Linked DNA regions of Mus musculus: all the other regions are linked to region 3. A link is a contact called in public promoter capture Hi-C data. All regions are on one chromosome and are shown on one strand. Each heading gives the region's core, a stretch centred on a gene start, on an enhancer-like site or on the middle of the called end of the contact. The rest is flanking DNA. Distances are from core to core; before and after follow the strand shown.

What was found. Capture Hi-C pulls out chosen DNA fragments and counts their contacts.
Region 1: a promoter capture Hi-C map of pancreatic islet shows a contact between it and region 3. The contact joins the promoter of Rhbg here to the promoter of Ssr2 in region 3. A contact is called at or near these places in 1 of 39 promoter capture datasets (pre-B cells) and 1 of 9 other capture datasets (pancreatic islet).
Region 2: a promoter capture Hi-C map of adipose tissue shows a contact between it and region 3. The contact joins the promoter of Iqgap3 here to the promoter of Ssr2 in region 3. A contact is called at or near these places in 2 of 39 promoter capture datasets (liver and pre-B cells) and 2 of 9 other capture datasets (adipose tissue and pancreatic islet).

What each region holds. Positions count from the first base shown.
Region 1 is chr3:88,253,417-88,256,116 of GRCm38.p6, forward strand. Rhbg (Rhesus blood group-associated B glycoprotein) reads right to left here and starts at 1,268. Exons shown (of 10, transcript NM_021375.3): 1 at 1,053-1,268. The coding sequence starts at 1,230.
Region 2 is chr3:88,080,634-88,083,333 of GRCm38.p6, forward strand. Iqgap3 (IQ motif containing GTPase activating protein 3) reads left to right here and starts at 1,418. Exons shown (of 38, transcript NM_001033484.1): 1 at 1,418-1,459. The coding sequence starts at 1,423.
Region 3 is chr3:88,578,294-88,580,993 of GRCm38.p6, forward strand. It overlaps Ssr2 (signal sequence receptor, beta), which reads left to right and starts at 1,315. Exons shown (of 6, transcript NM_001356317.1): 1 at 1,315-1,393; 2 at 1,587-1,741; 3 at 2,681-2,700. The coding sequence starts at 1,587.

The DNA.
Region 1 (2,700 bases), core at 18-2,517, 320 kb before region 3:
AACAGCTCAGCGGCAGAAAGTGGGTTTAATAGCCTTGTTGCTTTTTGCATGCCCTTCAAACAGACATTTTCCCTCACTCCTTTTTGGTGTTTGTTTGTTTGTTTGTTTGTTCGTTTGAGACAGAGTTTTGTTAGCTCAATCTGGTCTCAGATTCACAGTGTGGCTGAGGCTGGTTTTGAACTCCAGATCATCCCTCCTCCACTACTGGAGCACTGAGATTACAGGCACAAACCATCACCCCCAGCTTCTTCCTGGCACTTGGATGAGGAACTGGAACTAGAGAAGGTTGACTTGGGCATTAGAGGGAGGGGCAGTGTGCTTGGTCCCAGATGTCCAGTGCCTCAGTTACAACCTCGAAGGAAATGCTCTGTCTCCATGAGGGGGTTAACTCCCTGTCCAGAACCTTGTCAGGAGGCAAATGGTCAGTGGTCAAGTTTATGATGTGTAAGCGCTATTCTAGCTGTGCGATCCTTGGTGGGTGATAATGGGCACCCCGCAGCCACCTTAAACTGTGAGATGAGATAATAGTGCAGCACCGAGCACAGCCCTAGCCCGCCTCACACTGGCCTTGAAACTGGCAAATGGGTCCAGGGTCCTCTCACTCTCAAACCTGGAGTGTTTGTGCTGAAACCAATCTTCGACGCCTGAACATGTGGGAATTTCACACCTAGTTCTCCCTCGTCTCCTCTGGCACCCTACCTGGCAGTCCCACCAAGATTCTCTTTCCTGTGGTCAAGCTGGACTCCTAGACAAAGTCAAATTAGCCCCAACGGAAGGTGAGACAGTAGCTAACACTGGGGCCACTTACAACTGGATTGAAGCCCCAGCTCCCCTTACTGTCTGACCCTGACTCTGACTGAGCCTTACCTCTCCTCAGCCTGAGATAGAGCATGTGCCATCCCCAGCAGTGCCTGGAACAAGAGGGACACTAGAGAAAGGGGACTATTTTAAAGCCCCGGCAGTCATCTTGGTGGCAGGAGTACCCATCAACGCCCTTCCCTACACACCCGGGACTTAGAGGCTTTGCTTCCCACGCCCTCGCCCGCACTCACTTGGGTAGCGAAAGTAAAACTCGTTGTCCACGTTACTGTGGTTGCCCCAGTGCCACAGGGCAGCGTCGGTTTCGTGGTTGTACCGGACAAAGATAGCAAAGAGGAGGGCAGTGGCGCCTTGGAAGAGCAGGCACAGCAGCGGCAGGACCAGGCGCCGGTGGCGGGGAACGCGGGCCATGAACGCGGCTGTGTTCTCCCGGTCTCCGGCAGGGCAGTGCCGGCCAAGCTGACTCCTGCCACCGCAAAGGTGAGGCCCCGCCCCCCGGAGGCCGTGCTGCTCCTTGGGGAGCCCCACCCCTCAGCTCGAGGTTGGCAGGGATTAGCCCCGCAGGTCAGGTCCTGTTTCCCATGGCCCCGCTGAGGCACCGGTGATGTGTGAGCTTCCCCAACTGTGCCCCAGCTGCCAGAGGGTGGAGAGAGGGGGAAAGGTACTCGCCCCTTTAAACCTGGTGTGAGAGATTGGCATCCAAGAAGCTAGTATCCTTTAAAGGTCCTACCTGGTTTCCCTCGGTTAATAGGAAGGAATCGGATTAATGCTGAGATCTTCCGTTGCCTGGCTGTAGAGATAAACCAGATGGCCCCTCTCAGAAGCAGTTGCCTCTACCACTCTACCACCTTTGTTGTTGTTGTTGTTGTTGTTAAAGATGTATTTAGTTATTTTATGAGTACACTGCCATTCTTTTTAGACACACCAGAAGAGATCATCAGATCCCATTACAGATGGTTGTGAGCCATCAAGTGGTTGCTGGGAATTGAACTCAGGACCTCTGGAAGAGCAGTGGGTGCTCTTAACTGCTGAGCCATCTCTCGGGCCCCAGCCTCTACCACCTTAAGTTGAGCTGAGATTACAGCTCCAACAGCCATGGTCCCTGAAGGACTCTAGCCGGTAGGGACACTGGTACTCTTGGTTCTGAAACCTGCAGTCCACAGGTGCAGGGACAGTAGGATAGCTTGCTAACCCTCTGCTCATTGTCCAGTTCTTCCACTGTCTCAGCAGGGACCTGAGCCTCTGCCCCTGCCTTTTTTGTGGACTTGGGAGGACACCTGGATTCTAGCTGTCTGGTTTCCTGTGCCAAGGGTCCAGCCAGGCACATGAAAGACCAGAGATCAGCCTCTGGTGACACAGCTCCCAGCTGGTCCATGTGGGCCCTGTCCAGAGACTCTCCATCACTCTTCAGTCAGCAGGAAGGTTAAGCATAAAGACTCAGCATCTATGGGTCACCCCCTGCGGGGGCCATCTCCTGTCCCAGGTGTGACTCCTGAGCCCTGCTTGGTGTCAGTAGTTGCTTGGGTGGTTCCAGCAGGTCTGGGAGGAAGAGCCTTCTATACCCCCAGAACTAGAGAAAGGGGAAGAGAGAGCTGTGGTCTGATTTTAACCTCCTCTTAACTCCATACCTCCCTTCATCTACAACTCCTCCAGGGCCTGACTTCCCCCTTTTCTCTTCTTCATTCATTCACTCAATAAATACTCATGTAGTGTCTACCCTGGGCTAGGTCCTAGGGTTGGAACCAGATAGTCTAGTACAAGGATATAACGGGCTTAGGCCCTGAAGGTCCCAGCCTAGCAGATGTTAGCTCTTCAATCGCTGAGTCAGGGGAGGGCTTCAGAAGTTCCTTTGGAAAGACAGAAGAACTGGGCCAACATATG
Region 2 (2,700 bases), core at 168-2,667, 500 kb before region 3:
AGACGAATTCTACCAGACACTCAAAGAGGATCTATAGCCAGTCCTTCACTATTACAAAAAAGAAAAAAGAAAAAAAAAGAGCTTGCCTGTGAGAGATTATCTTGGCCATGTTAATTGATTAGGTAGACCCTTTTTAATTGTGGGTGGGGCCATTCCCTGGACAGGGGACCCTGGAGTATACAAAATGGAGAAAAGGAGCAATTTCATATATGTGTATAAAGTGTTGTCATATTTATTCCTCATATTGTGTCATTTGAAATATTTCTGTATAGAAGGAATATTATCTCTATAAATAATCTTCACATTGACTTTGTTAGTTGTGTAGGAAGTCTTTTGTTTGTTGTTTGTTTTTCAAGACCCTGTTTCTCTGTGTAGCCCTGACTGTCCTGAAACTTGCTCTGTGGACCAGAGTTGGCCTCAAACTCACAGAGATCTTCCTGCCTCTGCCTCCCCTAGTATTAAAAGAATGTGCCACTCCAGGAGAAGTTTTTTTTTTTTTTCTTTTAAAGATTTATTTATTTATTTATTTATTTATTATATGTAAGTACATTGTAGCTGCCTTCAGACACACCAGAAGAGGGCATCAGATCTCATTATGGATGGTTGTGAGCCACCATGTGGTTGGTGGCTCAGAAGAGCAGTCAGTGCTCTTAACTGCTGAGCCATCTCTCTTTTTTTTTAAAATGACTTATTTAGTTACTTTTATTTTATGTGCATTGGTGTTTTGCCTGCATGTATGTTTGTGTGAGGATGTCGGACCCCCTGAGGCTGTAGTTGGGACAGTTGTAAGCTATTATATGGATGCGGGGAATTGAACCCGAATTCTCTGGAAAAGCAGCCCGTGGTCTTAACCGCTGATCCATCTCTCCAGCCCCAACCCTTAGCTGGCGATTTCAACCAGACTCCATGGTGGCGGGACCTCCTTTCCCTTCCCACACCCTTTTAATTAATCTGTTTTTCTGTCCTGCTCAAGATCAGCTGAAGCCTTCACTAGGAAGGTCTCTGCCTCCACTGCAGTGGATCTTTCCCTCTGTGCGGCATAGACCTCCAAGCTTTTGACTGTGCTATCTGTTGTTGCTGTAACAGCACTAGTCTAGAACATGTATATCCCTGCATTTGTCATCTAGTTCAGAGTAAAACACCAAATAGCACACAGGGAGGCCCAGGAATTCTATAGGAAGTAGGACAGGTTAGTGAAAGGAAGGGCAGCTGCAAGGACTATTTGTTAAAAAGCCAGATGAGCAGCGGGGCCTTAGAGAAAGCAAATCAAGAAACTGACCTAAGCTAGCTCACGATCTCTAAGAGGAACTACAAAACCCAGGGTTCCCTGCGGCACGAACGGGAAGCGTCCCATCCCGGCGTGACCGCAGTGAGGGGTGGTGTCCCAGCGGCGGGAGATTCAAAACTGGCAGGAGAAGGAACATGGAGCCGTGCGCGGCAGGCCGAGCTCGGACAGCCTGTGAGTGCGGGAAGGATCTGAGGGTGGAGCGGGGTGCTGCTGGCGGGGCTTGGTTTTCGCGGGATTGGCTGCCCGGAGCACTGCTCCCCCGGGAATTCGCCGAAGTGTGCTCCAGGTAACTGAGCTGCAAACCCTTCAAAGGGCGCACTCCCTTTTTCCCAGTTTCTGGGGCTCCAGGGTGGAGGAGTCTAGATGATCTAAATGGCCCCTTAAAACTCAGCAGTTACTGTATTTGCCAAAAAGTGCCACGGGACGGGATTCCGCATTGAGACGCTGCCTCCCAAATGACTTGACGCCTGATCACCTGGACGCTTTTTTAAAATGCAGAACCCGGAGGGCCGGTTTGGCAGCGCACTCCAGTAATTCCAACAGTTGCAAAGTGGAGGCCGAAGGTCAAAAGTTCATGGTCATTGTTAGCTACATAGTATAGAGAGGACAGCCTGGGCTACCTGAAACATGGTAACTCGGGCTGAGAAAAACTCGGGTTGGTGGGGAGGGTGGAAAGGATTCCACCTGACCATCTGAATGAAAAACAATGTCCATCCACCTCATGAAGGAACGGAAGCTCCAGGAAACCTGTTTGTTTGTTTGTTTGTTTGTTTTTGAGACACTCTGGTATGTGGGCGTGTGTGCAGGCAGGAGGCTAGCGCCTCCCTTGCTCAAGGCCCCTCCCATTCCACCTCGCTGAGTTCCCAATTCATAACTCTGAGGTGATGTCACTCACTTACTGGTTTATTTTCCATGCTTCAACAACCAACTCTTGTTCCTTTGTAAACTCCCTCAGAGCAATCAGGGGATTTTTCTGCTGTTGGCCAGCACTTTCAAATCTGTATTTGGAAGCGTGTGTCTGTTGAACTGCCAATTCAAATAAGCCCAGCCCTTCCTGAAGTCATACTGCAGGATATCCAAGATGAGGAAATGGGATAAGGAATAAAAATGACTGGAGTGCCCAGTCAAAGACAGAGAGACCATGCTGTCTCTTGCGTATTCTCTGAGCTCGGTTGTTCGTTGCTCCTGTGCGCAGCTGTCCCGTGTTTATGTTTATAGTGTGTTCCCCATGAAAAACATAGAGAGGTAGTAAGACTGTGGCTAAGGCAAAATAGGAGTACTCCGTAGCCCAGAAAGGTCTGGCATGAATGAATGACTGCGCTAATGGTTGATGATGTCAGCCATGCTCCCAAGGATGACAGTGAAGGGGGTTCATGAGAAAGATGGGAAGATGACTGGCTGCATAGGAGACA
Region 3 (2,700 bases), core at 65-2,564:
GAAGGCAGAAGCAAGTGGATCTCAGAGTTCAAGACCAGCCTGATCTACATAGAGTTCAGGTATATAAAGAACCCCCTCCCCACAAAAAATGGGGGGTAGGTCAATCAAAGGGTTAGGCATTGTTAGCATTTTGTTTAAGCTCCACCCCACAGTTACCTGGCAACAGCCAGGTGTGCCTGACTCACTATAAAAGGGGCTGCTTGCCCCTCCTCTCTCTCTCTCTTTCTCTCTCTCTCTGTCTCTGTCTCTCTCTTTCTCTCTCTCTCTCTCCACTCTTTCTTTCCATGAGCTGATGGCCAGCCTCTACTTCTCCCTCTCTCTCTCTCTCTCCTAACTCTCAGCTCCTCTTCCCATGCCCTGAATAAACTATTCTATACTATACTGTCCTGTGGCTAGTCCCTGGGGGTGGGGGGAAGGGATGCCTCAGCATGAGCCCGCGGTGGCATTCCCTAACCCCACACCTTACCACACATCCACCAAACACATTTCCTCTCCTTATCTTTTTATAAACACAACAGGCATGGTGACACATGCCTTTAATCCTAGTTTCACTTAGACAATAGAAGCCAAGGGATCTCTTGTGAGTTCTAGGCCAGTCTCAAAAAAAGAAGAAAAAAAAGAAGCATAGGGTGTCTGTCCCAGGAGAGCCAGGCGCAGTGGGAGAAGGTTCTCTCATCACCCCACCAGCATCTATAGTAGTGCCAGAGCACAGAGCAGGTGCAGAGTAAACCCATCCTGGATGTAAGAGTGCTACAGAAGGGATGTGGAAGAACTCTCCTGCACATGTGCTATAAGCATGTTTACATGTTCATGTGTTTATGCACATGTGTGTGTGCACATGTAGAGTTCAGAGGAGAACTTGTCGGTGCCCTATTAAATGGGTCCAAGGATTCAAACTCAGGTGGGCAGGCATGGTGGCAAGTGCCTTTACCTGCCGAGGGGTCTCTCTGGCCCTGTTTACTAGTTGTCTGAAGTCTCTATAAAGTGCTAATTACATAAGGCAGTGACTAGCAGCTTGGAAATCTAAGAATTCAAGGAAAGGCTATATCAGCTACTTCAGCCTTAAAACAAAGTCGGCGACTCTTTGAACTTTGAAATTGTGCCTATGCAGCTTATTTCGTTTTAGTTTAAACAGAGGGGTTTTCCATGGGGTAAGCATTAATGAGAAGAAATTGGAGGACACACAGGAAAGAGTCAAGGACTCTAGGTAACTCAACTCCTTTGGGGTATCAGCCGCCATAAAGGGGAAGGTGGGGCTTGTTTCAGAACTACAACATCCATAAGGCACAGGAAGGGACATCAGGGTTTCCGGTCAGATCCGTTTCCGGTCTTTCGGAGGCTGACGTTGTTTTCCGGTTGTCTGTGGCCCAGGGAGGCGTTTGGGGTGCTCACGGTGAGTCTGGGAGACGCAAGAGCGCTGGGGTCCCCGCTGACCCCGCCTGGCCGGCAGCGCGGTACACACTGCTGTGGCTTGGGCTCGCGGCTGCGGACCTGGCGGCGGGGCTGGAGTGTGGCGCCGCACAGGCTGCCTGGCTGGCAGTGTTTCCCATGCTTGGGTCGATTGCTCACTTTGCTTTTTTCCAAAGATGAGGCTGCTGGCGGTTGTGGTGTTGGCTCTGTTAGCCGTCAGTCAAGCAGAAGAAGGAGCCAGGCTTTTGGCCTCCAAATCATTGCTCAACAGATACGCTGTGGAAGGGAGGGACCTGACCCTGCAGTATAACATCTACAACGTCGGCTCCAGGTAACGGCCTAGAGTTCGCCAGCTTCCTTCTGAATTCCGAGTTTCCACGTGGGCATAGAGAACGTTTTGTTGGGGAGTGAATTCTCTTTTGGAGTCCTCCAGTATCGAGTGCAGTGTGTGAGTGAGTGAATGAATGAATGAATGAATATACTAGAGGGCTTACCTTTGTCGGGTGCTTTTTGAAGGTGAAGACATCCTTAGGTGAATTACAAGAAACCACTTTGGGGTCTCAGAAGGCTTTCAAAGGCAGGGATAAATTCAGCTTGTGAAAAAGGAAATGCAGACACAGAGTGTACATCTGTCCTCTTACCTCGGGTGCGGACTCCCAGCTTTCTTCTTTCACTTACAATCACTTTTTTTGTTGTTTGTTGTTTTTCAAGGCCGAGTTTCTTAACTGGCTGTCGAAGAGTCCACTCTTAGACCAGGCTGGCCTCAAACTCACAGACATCTGTCTGTCTCTCACACTGCTTCCCGAGTGCTGGGATTAAAGGCATGGGCCACCACTGCTGGCTCCTATGAGCACTTTTTTGTTGTTCTTTCCTTTTATATATTTTTCCATTTATATCTTACTTCCCCTGTCTAGAATTAGAGCAAGATTACCTTTGGCAATTCACTTCTGAGCAACAGAATCCAGGCCTTGATCTGGATTCTTCAAAACAGGCCCAACTTACTATGGGGGTTTCTTTTGACCAGCAGGTGGATTTTCCAGTCAGTTCCCTTAGTTTTATGTCCCTCACTCTTATTTACTATATGTAAGTACACTATAGCTGTCTTCAGACACTCCAGAAGAGGGCATCAGATTTCATTACAGATGGTTGTGAGCTACCATGTGGTTGCTGGGATTTGAACTCAGGACCTTCGGCAGAGCAGTCGGAGCTCTTAACTGCTGAGCCATCTCGCCAGCCCTGTCCCTCACTCTTTATTTCCTCTGCTTTCCAGCGCTGCATTAGATGTGGAAT